Linked DNA regions of Sus scrofa: region 1 is linked to region 2. The links are chromatin contacts, called in public HiChIP or PLAC-seq maps. All regions are on one chromosome and are shown on one strand. The core of a region is the stretch at or near the end of the contact, and the rest is flanking DNA. Distances in the headings are between cores, read along the strand shown.

Evidence for each region. HiChIP or PLAC-seq counts read pairs in DNA pulled down with a chosen protein or histone mark.
Region 1: a contact with region 2 is called in an H3K27ac HiChIP or PLAC-seq map of skeletal muscle. The contact joins the promoter of ANKRD12 here to the promoter of TWSG1 in region 2. A contact is called at or near these places in 3 of 47 Hi-C or Micro-C datasets (embryonic fibroblasts, heart right ventricle and skeletal muscle) and 1 of 2 datasets of contacts at active chromatin or transcription factors (skeletal muscle).

The regions. Positions count from the first base shown.
Region 1 is chr6:98,811,083-98,818,106 of Sscrofa11.1, reverse strand. It overlaps ANKRD12 (ankyrin repeat domain-containing protein 12), which reads left to right and starts at 3,380. Exons shown (of 12, transcript XM_021096065.1): 1 at 3,380-3,712.
Region 2 is chr6:98,673,770-98,681,100 of Sscrofa11.1, reverse strand. TWSG1 (twisted gastrulation protein homolog 1) reads left to right here and starts at 2,779. Exons shown (of 5, transcript XM_003127831.4): 1 at 2,779-3,022; 2 at 4,349-4,505. The coding sequence starts at 4,383.

The sequences.
Region 1 (7,024 bases), core at 2,131-4,630, 140 kb before region 2:
ATGACAGACTAAGTGTGATGATTATTTATTTTTAAGACTGTGTTTAAAAATTAATTTTTTATTTTTACCTAAGAAGGTAAACAGTAATTTTTCAAGTGGTACAAGGTAACACAATGAAAATGCCTCCCTGCTGCCCTAGAGACTTCAGGTCTTCTCACAGGCAACTACTTTTTACTATTATTTTTATTTCTTTAAAAAATAATCTGTTAGCTATTAAGCTTTTAATTTAAAATTATGAAAACACATAGGTACTTCATTAAATTAAAATTACCATTGTAAAAAGTGTCTTACACTCTGACAAATTTTTTTTTAACTACATGAAAAGTTAGGAGTGGGAGGTTTCAGATACTGGGTGATAAAATAAGTTGTGTTTTCAAGATAAGCACTGGCTATTAACTTTTGGAAATCCTTTCAATTTTAATACAAGAGCACTTATTTTAATAATTAGAATTTAATAATTATAAGATTAGCTTTTAAAAACACCTGGCAGGTAAAAGTTCTTTACTATAATCCAAGAAGATTCCAAGTGTAGATAAACAGACTGATTAAAATTTCCTCAGAATTACTTGCTGTAACTGGATGGAGCTACTGCCCTATAAATCCTACAACACATAACAGTCATAAGAGTATTCACTGCAAAAGCATTACATCTATAGATGATCAGATGGTAAGCCATGATCAGAGATTGTGTTTTTCATTTATTCATGAAATAGGGCAAATTTTTTGAATGATATAACTGGATGTAGTAGCCAAACATAATAGTAGTTGATTCTAAAGGTGAGAGAACTAAGTTGAAAGTAAATTCTCCAGATGCCTTCTAGTTATATCTCAAGTATACACATTTTAAGTGTCTGCTAGTAGTAACCCTAAATAAATGTGATAATACTTAACTTTGGCTAAGAGTGATGTTTAATGCTTGGCACAGTGGGTTAAGGATCCAGCATTGTCACTGCAGTGGCTTGCTGCAGTGGTGCAGGTTTACTCCCTGGCCTGGGAACCACATGCTGCAGGTGAAGCTAAAAGTAAATAAATAAATGAAATAGTAAGAACTAAATAAATGGGGGGAGAAAAAACCCAGTTATTTTGCCCACTTGCTGAAGATAGATTCCAGGACTTGAGCCAAAGACAGAACTATACAATTAAAAGCCTTAGCAATTTACTAATCAACTAGTCCCAGCTTCTTTTGAGGCCTCTAACCACAGTATCTATAATAATTTATTCATACTTCTAGTTTTATACTGAAAAGGAAAATTGGCTCCTCTTCCCTTCATAAATCGCATTTGGACCTTTCCAATAACAAATGTTGGTTCATAACTGTCGCATATAATCTTAATAGCTTTATTTTTTTTTTTTAATTTTTGGGAGTTCCCAGCTTGGCTTAGCATAAAATGAATCTGACTAGTATCCATGAGGCTTCAGATTCAATCCTTGCCCTTGCTCAGTGGGTTAAGGATCTGGCATTGTCATGAGCTGTGGTGTAGGTCAAAGACTTGGCTAGGATCTGGCATTGCTGGGGCTGTGGCGTCAGCCAGTGGCTACAGCTCTGATTCAACCCCTAGCTTGGGAAGCTCCATATGCAGCGAATGTGGCTCTAAAAAGACAAATAAATAAAATTTTTTGGAGTTCCCATTGTGGGCTCAGCTCATTAAGGACCCGACCTTATCTCTGTAAGGATGCAGTTTCAATCCCTTGCCTCAGTGGGTTAAGATAGGTCATTGAGGTAAGCTACAATGCTGCTTACATCCTTGTTGCAGTGGCTGTGGCGTGGGTTCCAGCTGAAGCTACAATTCGACCCTTAACAGAGGAACTTCCATATGCCAAAAGCGTGACTGTAAACAGAAAAAATTGTTTCCAACTTAATTTTACATGAATTTTTTTTAATATACAGATAGTGCTCTCTTCAAGTAGTCAACACAGTGCCTTGGATTACGATTGTCTTTTGAGTTTTTCATGTGTTCAGTGATTTTTTATGTAATAAGGTTGTGTGTATACTTGCCTTAAATTATGGTTAATTTCAGCAAATTCAAGATTAGCTACCTTTCAGTTTTGAACTGAAACTCGTTTACCTCTGTAGAAATAGCGAATGTTACAGCCACCTACTTCCTATGACAAGGAATCAACGATTTGAAGAGAAGTCAGAAAAGAGTTGGTTACTTGTATGTTTCTTTCCTTTGTATTTCAAGCCATAAATATCCAAATTAAATGTAACAGTGTTCCACTTCTAGCCACAAGGTGCTCTCTTACTAGTCATACTGAACCTGAATGTGGGAGAAATGAGGAACCTAGGAAAGGAAAAAATAATGATCTTTAATGCAAGTTTGTGCTTTATATAGTTATATGTTTGGATTCAGCTTCCTCCTGTCAAGTATGAAATACATCATATGCTGACTTAATGACATAAATTTGTAAATGCACTCATTAAGTCACAAAGGCAGCTGTAGTTTTAAAGGCCACAACCATAGGGAGAAGATGGTTTCCCTCCAATTACACAACCCTTTTGGTCGTTAAAGGCATGCGCAAATTCTCGCGGATTAACCTCGATGTAAATAAAAAACGTCCTGAAGAAACTCAGACTGAAATGGTTTCCCTCCGATTATGTAATCCCTTTGGTGGTTAAATAAGGGCATGTACAAATTGTCGCGGGTTGACCTCCCGAGGAAGTCAGGGTGCCGAGGCGGCGAGTTCTCCCCACGCGCTCTTCTACAGCCGGGCAGTTCCCGTGGGTGGCCTCTCGGAAAGGATAAATGCACTTAAACTCGTCTGATAAGGTCATCCGAAAGTGTCGATGGGGAGGGGCGTACTGCAAAGCCTATGCCATCCCCACAGGAGATGCACGCTGCCGCGCTTGCAGGACGCGCGCCCAGGGCCCCGCTTGGAGCAGGTGAGGGGTGCGGCTGGGGCCCGAGGGGTCCCTGCTCCCACAGGTGCGGCCGGCTGGCGCGCAGGCGCACTACGCCCGCCTGGCCGGACACCCGCCTCCGCCTCCAGCCGGCCCGCTGCTCGCTAACTCGGCTTCCCGCCCCGCAAAAATAACGTGTGAATACCCTCTGTGGACAGAGCCTCTTCTTCCTCGCCGCTGCCTCCGCCGCCATTTCCAGAAGTGGCCAGTCACAGCCACGGCCATGATCGCCGCTGGGCGCGACCTCCGCCCGCGCCGCTCCCCGCAGGGGTCCCTCCCTTCTGGGGCAGAAGACAGCGGCGCGCGGGGTTCCGGCCCGCACCCCCGCGTCCATTTGGTACGCCCCGCTCCCCGCCCCCGGCTCGGGAAGCTTCTCGCGGCGCCGCCACAGCGGCGGGCCCGGGGAGGGGGGTGGCGAGCGGAAGGGGCGGTGGGCGGGGGCGGGGCGGTCACGCCGCCCATCCCGTGCCCGCCGTGTCACGTGCCCGTGCCGCGGCCAATCGCCGGGCGGCGCTGTGCGGGGAGCGAGCAGGCTGTGGTGAGGGACGGCGGAGACCGGAGATGTTTTCGAGCCCGGCCTCGGCGGCGTTCGTGGCGGTTACGGCGACAGCGAAGACCACGACAGAGACGGCCGCGCCGAGGCCCTCGTACAGGGGGTAAACCCTCCTGCGCCGGCCGTGCCTTGGGTCCGTGAGGGCGAGGGGGGCGTGGCGACAGGCGAGGAGGAAGGAGGGGCGCGGTTTCGAGCCCCGGCCCCGGCGCCCGGGAGGAGCCCCCCAGTCGCGCCCGCTCCCGTCCCCTCGGCAGAGCGAGGTAGGTACGTGCCCGCCGCCCCGCCCACGCTAGCGGGACGGGGGCCGTAGTCGCTGCAGGCGGGAGCTGCTCGGGCGGGGGGGCGGGGGCCCGGGCGGACGGACGCCGCGCCGCTCCCGGAACATGGCGGGGCCGCGGAGCGTGTGCGTGCGAGGGTGCGCGGCGGGAGGGGGCGGGGCTGGGCGGGGCGGGGGGCGCGCCGGCCGGGGCCCTGCCGCCGGGTGCGCGGCGGGGTCGTGTCCGGGCGCGGCTTGGCGGGCGCGCGGGGCCGGGGCTTCTGGAGCTCGGCTGGGCTAACTCGGTGCGACGCCTGCTCCAGGATCCCCAAGCGTTGAGTAAACGCTGGTACAAAGAGGCCGCCGAAGCCTGGCTGACAGCTGTTTTAATAATAACAGGGAGGGACAGTTTAGCACGGGAAGTTGACACTCGCACCGGTCGAAACCGTAGGAAACCTTTCTAGCAGCGTACCCATCAAGATCGGTTTCCACTAGACTCCCGCGCCTACCTTGCCAACGCGGGGAAATGGGTTGGGGTCCAGGCATCTGGAACGCCTTGGAACCGCCTCTAATCTTCAAGTAGAAGTGGACCAGTGTTATTTTAAGACGGTTTATGTAAATTATAAAAGAAGGCGAACTGGTAAAATAACTACTTTAACATAAATTGACTGCTGATTAAAAACATATGCTTCTTTAGGCCCTTAAAAATCTTGAGCTCTGATCTGTTTCAGTTTCTTCAGTCGTTATACAAAGGGTTTCCTGGAGATTAGCTCAGAACTGGCAGAACATACGCTACATTGATGCCAAGTGGCTTAAAAAACAAAATGAGATAGTGTCGACTGTGTAAGATCAAGTCGTTGTATTAACTAGTCTTGTTGGGAAAAGTCTTTAATTTGGGCTAAACGCAAATACATGTAAAAATGTTCCGTAGGCAAGAGGGGACGGTTTTACTACTTAAAGATCATTTATAGTTGACACAAGCACTGACTCAATTTCTAAAGGTCCGCAGACGGTTGACTAAGTAAGGTCAAGCTTAACTATTCAGGGTGTGTGTTCTGTTTTAGAGATAGGAAGAGTGTTAAAGTGAAGTAAAAAATGTTAAGGAATATTCGTGGAAGGAAAAGAGTAGAAAAGCAGGATGCCTGTAATGTTCTTAATCTTTATGGTTTCCATAGTTGTTGTTAGGATGGTTTTATGAAAAAGCAGAGCTGGGAGAGTGGAAATCTCTGGGTGTGTATTCCATGAAGACTGAGGAGGAGTAAAGAGGAAAAAATACTTAGATGAGAAAAAATTTTGTAGGTGAAAATAATGTTGTGCAGTCTTTGGTTTTAGTTCTTTAATATCAGGAAGGGGGGAAACTTGAATTTTGTTTGAAATTGAGTGCCCAGCTGGTGGAATTTAAAAGGAAGATATTTTTATCAAGATGCTTATATGTTAAATTTTTTATAGAAGTTGAAAAATGTAACTGATATTCTTCTGAGGTAGGCTAGAGAAATAGTAAGGATATTTAGGAAACTTCATTGGAAAAAAGGTTTTTATTTTAAAGAATAAAAATAATAGTAAAAATGTTCAGTTTTTTGGTATTAGTTGACTAGCAGTTAAATTTTCTTTAAACTATTCTTTTATTTTACCAACATTGTTTTAATCTAAAAAGAGAATGTTTAGTGAGATTAATCATTTCCATCATAGTCCATAAGAGGTATAGACAGCTTTATGTGAATAAACTTGATGCTACTGAAGCAGCATGTATCAGGCCTGAAGAATTTATCCAGTAATTTCAGTAGATTGTTTAAGAGCTATTGACACTATTTTCTAACCTGGAACTTGTTGCTAAAGCTGACATCAACACATATTTGTAAAATGCTTATACTCCGTAAGGACGCTTTTTATTTACATCGAGGTTAATCCGCAAGAATTCGCTCATGCCTTTAACTACCAAAGGGGTTGTGTAATTGGAGGGAAACCGTTTTCTCCCTATGGTTGTGGCCTTTAAAACTTAAATTTATCCTTAGATCCGAAGGGACCTCACATTTTCTAACCTGTTTCCCTCGTTTTGCAGATGAAAAAATAAAGGCCTGCTGAGGGGAAATGACTTATTGAAGTCAGCCCAGTTAATTGAAACAATCTGTGGTTTGGCCTAGAGATTTTGTGAAGATGCTAATCTGTCCATTTCTTTAAAAAAGTAGTTTTATAGAGTAGTAGAAAGAACAGGGAAAATAAGTGAGGAGACAGGAATTTAAATTCTTGATTTGTCACTTTTTAACTGGTTTTTGACAAATCATATTAACTTTAAGAACTGTGCCTTTGTAATCTGCAAAAAAATAATTTTCCTACATAATTTACAGGATTGTTTGATGGAACATGTGATTATATATGGAAAACACATTACATACTGTAAATTTTTATACATACAAAAAATGGTGATATTGTTTTTGAAATAAATACCGTCCTTACTACATTATCTAAGGTGTCTAGATCCCTAGGTTTTTGCTTAGCCTTAGCTTCATTGTTTTAAGCACCTGCTGTTTTATAGATTATAATTCCCTGTAGATACATTTTCTGATTCCTACTTAGTTCTAATCTTAGTAAAGCCTCTTATGAACATTTTAAATATTGCAGTTGTTAGAGCCTAACTTCCTCTGGAGAATATGAAGTTTATTCATGTAACATTTGAAAACATTCTCATATACATTCATGCATGCATAATGTTTCTTTAACAGACAGTGGCTTTTAAAAAGTAATAGTGAAAGTATCTTAGTAGCGATGTTAATTTGTCTGTTGCTACTTACCAGATATGGCAATAACTGGAGATTATTTCCTTCCCTTAGCTTTTGAATAGTTCATGTTAAGGTTATCTTGTAGATCTAAAATATATGTGTAGAAATGTTAAGACAGAGTTTTTGTTTGTTGTCTTTTGCCATTGGGTTTAAAGACCTTTACTTTTGCTTTAAATTCGTAATACTGGAAACCAGAACATCAGTATTGAAGTATTTTGTAGTGTTTCATGGGTTATTTGTAACCTTGAAGCTCAAGATTATGAGCACTTAGAATATGCATGTTTCTGTGTTCACAAGTTTTAAATGAAATATTTCAGATAATTTTCCAGACAACCTCATAAAGAAGATACTATGGCTGAGGAAAATGAGGCTTTGAACTGTTTATGTGGTGTGTAGATATTCGTAGACCTAAAAAAGTGACAGACTCTGCTCTCCCCACTCTTAACCATTTCTCTGCTCTGCCTCTCATGGAGAGTGTTTAGCTGATTTTGAAAAGATTTAAGGCAGTTTTGTTTGTTTGTTTTTCCCAGACTTTGTGA
Region 2 (7,331 bases), core at 1,530-4,029:
CTACAACCTGCACCACTTCTGTGGAAACACCGGATCCTTTAACCCACTGTGCCAGGCTAGGTATCAAATCCACATCTCCATAGCCACCCAAGCTTCTGCGGTTGGATTCTTTTTTGTTTTGTTTTGTTTTTTAGGGCTGCACCCATGGCATATGGAGGTTCCCAGGCTAGGGATCCAATCGGAGCTGTAGCTGCCGGCCTACGCCACAGCCATAGCAACACCAGATCTGAGCTTCATCTGCAACCTACACCACAGCTCAGGGCAACGCCAGAGCCTTAACCCACTGAGCAAGGCCAAGGGATCGAACCTGAATCCTCAAGGATCCTAGTCAGATTCCTTTCTGCTGAGCTGGATTCTTAAGCTATTGCACTAAGGCAGGAACTCCCTAAAGAGAGGATCTTTAAATAAAAAAAGTGTTTTCTTCTTATTACCAAAGTATCACAGGCAAATATATAAGAACAGGTGGGAGATCCCACTGTTGCTTAGAAGGTTAAGAACCTGACATAACGTTGGTAAGCACGAGGGTTCAGTCACTGGCCTCAGTGCATTAAGCGTCCGGCATTGCCACAAGATTCAGCTCAGCTCTGGTGCTCTGGCTGTGACATAGGCTGGCAGCTGCAGTCCTGATTCAACCCCTATCCAGGAACTTCTGTGTGCTGCATGTGTGGCAGTAAAAAGAAAAAAGAAAAAGAAAAAAGAAAATGCAGACACGTGCAAAGAAAATCATCAATGACAAAAAATCACTCATAATCTCAACAAGAGATAACCACACTTTATACCCCATGGTTCTCTCTCCAGGCGTTTTAAAATAACAGTATTCACAGTTTTTAATTTTCTTTCTTTCTTTTCGTCTTTTTAGGGCCACATGCTCAGCATATGGAAATTTCCAGGCTAGGGTTTTGATCAGAACAGCTGCTGGCCCACGCTATAGCCACAGCAGTGCCAGATCAGAGCCACGTCTGCGACCTATACCACAGCTCATGGCAATGCTGGATCTTTAACCCATTGAGCAAGGCCAGGGATTGAACCTGTGTCCTCATGGATACTAGCTGGGTTTGTTACTGCTGAGCCACAACGGGAACGCCTACAGTTTTTAATATTAATCATTTGAAAAATACATATACTACTTTAAGATGTTGATATATTAGGAATATCTTTCCATGTGCTCAAAACTACTCATTTTGATTCTAATAAATTATTTGCCTTTCCATTCTCCTCTCACAGTATAGTTTTTTAGAGGGTACATAATACACAATATTGCAACAGTCTGAATGAAAATCCAGTTGCCTTCTATTATTTGACATTAAATAAACTGACGTAAAACAATATCACTTTTGTCACTTTTTTTGTTTTGGGATATACATACTTATTTTTCATAAACTATGTATTCATATTACCATATAGCAGAGTCTATTATTTTTAAATGAAATAATGAATAAATATTTCTTAAATTTCTCAGTTTTAATTTCAAAACTCTGAGATGTGGCATACGTAAACAAAACCTCTTTGGAGCCCTGATTAATAAGCGAGTGTGAAGGGGTCTTGAGACTAAAAAATTTGAGAACATCTGATCCACCATATTATTTTTTAATAGCTGGTTTAGCCCATTGCATGGGGTATCATAATTCATTTAATCAGTAAGCAATACCAAGAATAAAACCCTTAAAGATAAATTTGTGTTCATTCAATTATTTCTTTCAGATAATTTTCAGGGATGATTTTTAAAATGTATATTTACTTCCTGTACAAAAACGGACTAACATCAATAATTCAATCCACCCCCTCAGCCAGTCAACTCTTGCCATTCTTTCTGTTTTCCTCCAATGAAGCAAGGGCGATGTAGGCACTTAAGATCCTACCAGCTTAAGACTTTAGTTCTAAGTCAGCATTTCCCAGAGGGAAGTACTTCTGGATATTTTAGCCCGGTGGGCTCCAACTGAATCTCTCTGGAAACTTTAAAAAGCAAATTTCCAGGGTTGTGGGGAAGAACAGAGGGCCATTCTCGACCACCTTTATCTACATGCGAACTGTCAGTCACGGTCACACATGCTCCAGCAGCCCTCTCCTGCCACCTGCCCAGGTGTCCCCTGGTCGGTGTCCTTCTGGGTCAGCACCCCCGCGCCCCTGCTCTCTTCCAGGGCTGAGCACAGGGCCAGGCGCCCACTACGTGAACTGCTGGACGAAAGCTCTACTCTAGGAGATCCTTATTCCGGAGGTCTGAGGCAGCTCCCAGAAGTCTGAGCTTTTAATAAATCCTGCCTCCGTGAAGGGGTTCAGGTGTCAGCTGTACTGGGTACCGACTGGGTGCCTCAGTCTGGCATCCCTATAACCCAGCCAAGACCAGCTCCTTCTCAGGGTTCCTGTGAGGACCCAGCTCTTATGACCAGGATAAAGTGAATCCGAAGAGGGCTAGACCGAAGGGTCTGCAGGAGCCGAGGCCGGCTGAAAGGCGCAAGAGATGCGGGCGTGGAAGGAGGCGGGAAAGCGCTCTTGGGCGCCGGGGAGCTGTGTCTGGGGCGGGGTGTGGCTGTCGTGGGAGTAACCGCGGACGGGGCTGGGGGTCGAGGGCGTGGCGAGGCATCTTGTCGGGGCGGGTGAGAGCGTGGCCAAAGTCGGGGGTGGGGCCACGGGGCCTTAGGGCGCGCGGGCGGGGAGGAGCGTGGCGGGACCGGCGGGGCGGGGCCGTGGAGGAGCTGGTGGGGGCGGAGCCTGTAGGGCCGGGGCGTGGCGGACCAGGCAGGGGCGGACCAGGCAGGGGCGGGCCAGGCCGCGCAGTCCGGAGCGCCGGGGGGAGTGAGAGACGCCTCCTGGCGGGAGCTGGCGGCAGAGGGAGGGAGGAGGTAGAGGGAAGCGGGCCCGGGCACAGGCGGGGCGGCGGCGGGCCGGTGTCTGCGTCTCTCAGCGCCGAGGCTCGCGGGCGCTGCGCGGAGGACGGCGTGGAGGCGCGGCCTGCCTGCCTCCACAGCCCGCGGCGACACGCCGGGGACTAGGGCCAGGCGGCCTCGCGGCGCCGCGGCGCACGGTGAGCGGGCGGGCGGGCGCAGGGCTCGGGGTTCGGAGGCCGCGCGGACCGCGGGGGCCGGGAGGAAAGGAAGGGCCCGCGCGGCCTGGGCCGCGTCCGCGGGGAACGGCGTGGGGCGGGCGTCCTCCTGTCAGCGCCGCTCGCGGATGCGGGGCCGGCGCTTTGTTCCCCCTTGAAGGCTGCGTTACCTGCTGCGCCCGCGCCGCGTTTCCTTGAATACCTGTTCCGGGGAACTTGGGGAGTGGGATGAAGACGACCTTGGGAGGGGAAAATAATCCCCTTTTAGTGGCCGTGGGAAGGGAACGGTTCTGGAAAATGCTGAAATGCCTTCCTCCGCAGACTGGACTTCGCTTGCGGCCCCCGGCCCCCCAGCGTTACGCGAAGCCAAGGGGGCGCCTAACGGTCCTGGGGCCGGGGGCTCCCCGCCTCGCGAAGCCGAGTCCTGGACAAAGCCCTGGGTTCTCCTCCCCTTCTCGTTGCCTTTGCCTGGCTGTGCTCCCTGATACTAGAATAAAGGTTTACAGTAACCATAAAGGCCCGCAAAAGCACCTTTATCCGTCCTACTTCAGTAATTTATTTAATTGATTCTATTTTGGGGGTGCGCTTTAAACCCCAAGAAGTTACAGCTTCTCCTTTAAAGTGTAATGACCACGTGGGTTGTTTATCCACTGTCAGAATTTATGCTGGTCTTTTTTTTTTTTTCTTTTTGGACTTTAATATGTTCTTCAATAACTAGAATTAAAAGAATATCTTCACATTTTAATAAATTAGTGTCCTTAATGCAGTTAAGTTTACTCTTCCTTCTTTTATTCACTACTCCCACTGAACTGCTTTACTCTGGCTTAATTAATAGGCAAAATGAGAGAGTAATAAAACACTGGAATAATTTGGATTTTAAAATTTTGTTTTAATTCTAAGAATTAAAATATTGTAAAATGTTTTAAAATTATAATACAGTATTAATAGTATTGTCTTTACTGGCTTAAAGTTGAATCATGGGCCTGAAATCAAAGCTGAATAGTAGCAGTTTGGTAAGAAACTAGTTATTTGCTTAACATGTACATATACACACACACATTCACTTTAACTTTCAGTCACCATTTCTGAGTAGTCTGAGGAATTTCAGAAGCCTGTATTTTTGAAGATGGTTAACAAGATATTACTGTATAAAATTGTAGCTTTTTTTGATTCTTTCATCTTTCATTGAGAATAATTTTTAAACAGTCACTTTTGCCTTTTAACAAACAATGGGTCTTGGTTTATTTGTTTTACCCTTGCCTTTGAATTAAAGGTTGTTTTTTTTTTTCTTTTTGTTTGTTTGTTCAGCTTCCTGGGAGTTACTGAGTGTCTCTGAAGAAACATGAAGTCACTCTCTGTTGTTATGCTTACCCTGGTCATCCTGGTATTCCTGACATGGGTCCCTGTGTCCCTGAGTTGTAACAAAGCACTCTGTGCTAGTGATGTGAGCAAATGCCTTATACAGGTAGGACTAAAACTACTTTTTTACTACTATTAAAGTATATCAGAGTTCTCTCTGTGGCTCAGCGATAAGGAACCTGACTAGTATCCACTAGGACTAGTCAATCCCTGGCCTCGCTCAGTGGGTTAAGGATCTGGTGTTGCTGTGAGCTGTGGTGTAGGCTGGAAACTACAGCTCTGATTAAACCACTAGCCTGGTAACTTCCATATGTCATGGGCGCAGCCCTAAAAAGACAAAAACAACAACAACAACAACAACAAAAAACCCACCACAACCAACAGCAAATCAGGTATATTGTAGAGCAGATACAAAGTGCATATATACAGATAGACAGTGTCTGTAGAATACAGTGTAAGGGTGAATAGTAGGTCAGGGCCTGAGGTGCTGAGCCATGACACAATGGTCTGGGTTTTGTCCCCAGAATTCTTCTGCATACAAGCAAGGTCAGACTCAGGAAGTTCAGTACTGAAAATAATATTAAGCTTTGTAAACATGCCGTTACAAGGTGATGAGCATCTGTTCAGATGAATTAAAGGGTTTCCTTGTATAATCTACTTTATGTAGCAAAGAGTCTCACTCTATTTAGAAAAAAAATTTAGCTTGTCAGATCACAGACAAACTACCCAAATATAATGTACCAGCTGTCTGTTCTGTGTAACAAGCTACTCCAAACCGAGCAACTTAATGCAGCAAACATTTATTATTGACACAGTTTCTGAGAGTTGGGAGCCTGGGAGCAGCTGAGCTGGGTGGTTCTGGGTCAGGGTTTCTCAAGATTTCAGTCATTGGAGACTCTGTTTCCAAGATACTTGACAGTGATTTCTCAGCTGTCAAGGCAAGCCTGTGTGAAGAGAAAAGCGAGTTTAAGTCATTGGCTTAGTTCATGAAGCTAGTAAGTGGCGGTGGAGCGTGGCCTTTGTTTGACCCTTGAAGCCTTTGGCGTTTTTACCGCACATACTGGTTATTATTGTCCATAAAGTTGTGTTAATTAGTGGTGAACGTCATGTCTTTTCTAGCTGTTCTCCCCTTTCTCCTCTTGTTTAGACTGTTGGCAGTCTTGTGTCTTTTGTGTGTCTGTATTTGTTAGCCTCCCTTCTAGCTGTTGGCTAAGAAATTCAGTAGCCACACATACTAGAATTGTGTATAAAGTGTGACTCAGCTAGCTCTGGGCTGTAATCCTGACATGAAAGCATTTGTGTGTATGTACTAGAAGTGATCATGATTTCTATAGATGAGAGGCATTTTGTGCTGCTTTATGATGTTTTGGTCCTCACTGATAGTTAAAAATCTGGGAATCCTGGCCTTTGTGTGAGTGTGGTTACCACCATCTCATACTCTGTACTCTCACTTTGCATTTTACAAAAAGATTTAACTAGAGAAGTTGGTTGTTTCTTGTTTTTGTTTTTATTTTTTTACCGTGGATGATTCTAAGCGTAAATAGAAGAGAGAGAAGACTGTAGTGAACAGCAGTAACAATCAGCACTTATAGCAACCATTAACTCAGGGCTCCCCTTGTTTCACCTGTATTCCCCTCCACTGTCCACTCCAGCTCTGTTTAGTTACAAGCACATCAAATCCCTGATATTATTTTATCATAATTCCAATGTCTATCTCTTATTAAAGATAGAACTTTTGGAGTTCCTGTTGTGGCTCAGCAGTAATGAACCTGACTAGTATCCATGAGGATGCAGGTTCAATCCCTGGCCTTGCTCAGTGGGTTAAGGATCTGGTGTTGCTGTGAGCTGTGGTGCAGCTTGCAGACACAGCTGGGATCCTGCATTGCTGTGCATCTGGTGTAGGCCGGCTCTGGTTTGACCCCTACCCTGGGAACCTCCATATGCACTGGTTGTGACCCTAAAAAAGTGAAAGAAAGAAAAAAGAACTCTTTAAAACATAGCTATTAGCAATTTTTAAAAATACCAATAATTCTTTAATGTCATGCAGTTTTACATGGCATATCTGCTTAGGCTTGTGCTGGCTGAAAATTTTGTAGTCTTTATTGAAGTCCAACTTTGTACTGTGGTCAGAGGGGAATCAGTGCCTCTTCCCATGTTGTTTTAATGTAACTTCTTTATTCATTATTAGAACATCTCCTAACAATTGCTATATTCATATTTAAGTGGAAATCCACTTAAATCTCAAATTATTTTTTGACTCTACAAGTCTACAATTTCCATTTAATTTAAATGGTTAAAATTAGAATTTATCTAAAAGACCTTGCTTGGTAAAGGTAAGGGCTGCATACATTCTTACCACCTTGTGTGTGAATTCTAATTTCTCTGCATCCTCACCAGCACTTGTTATTATCTGTCTTTTTTCTTATAGGTATCTTGGTGTAAAGTGGTTTTGTTTTGCATTTCTGTAATGACTAATGCTGTTGAGCATCTTTTCATGTGCTTCTTGGCTATTCATGTGTCTTCTTTGGAGCAATGTCCATTTAGAAGCAATGCCCATTTTTTAATTGACTGACGTCTTTTATTGTTGGGTTATAAGAGTTGTTTTATAAATTCTGGGTTTGAGTGCCTTATCAGATATATGACTTGCAAATAAGTTCTCTCACCCTATGGGTTGTCTTTTCACTTCTTAATGATATTATTTGCAACACAAAAGTTTTCAATATTGATGGAGTCTAACATTTATTTGTTGCTTGTGCATTTGGTGTTCTAGCTAAGAAACCATTGCTTAACTCAAGCTTATAATATCTGCTTGTGTATTTTCTTCTAAGAATTTTATAGTTTTAGCTCTTATATTTAGGTCTGTGATTTATTTTGAGTTGATTTTTATGTATGGTACGAGGTAGGGGTCTGACCTTATTCTTTTGTGTATGGA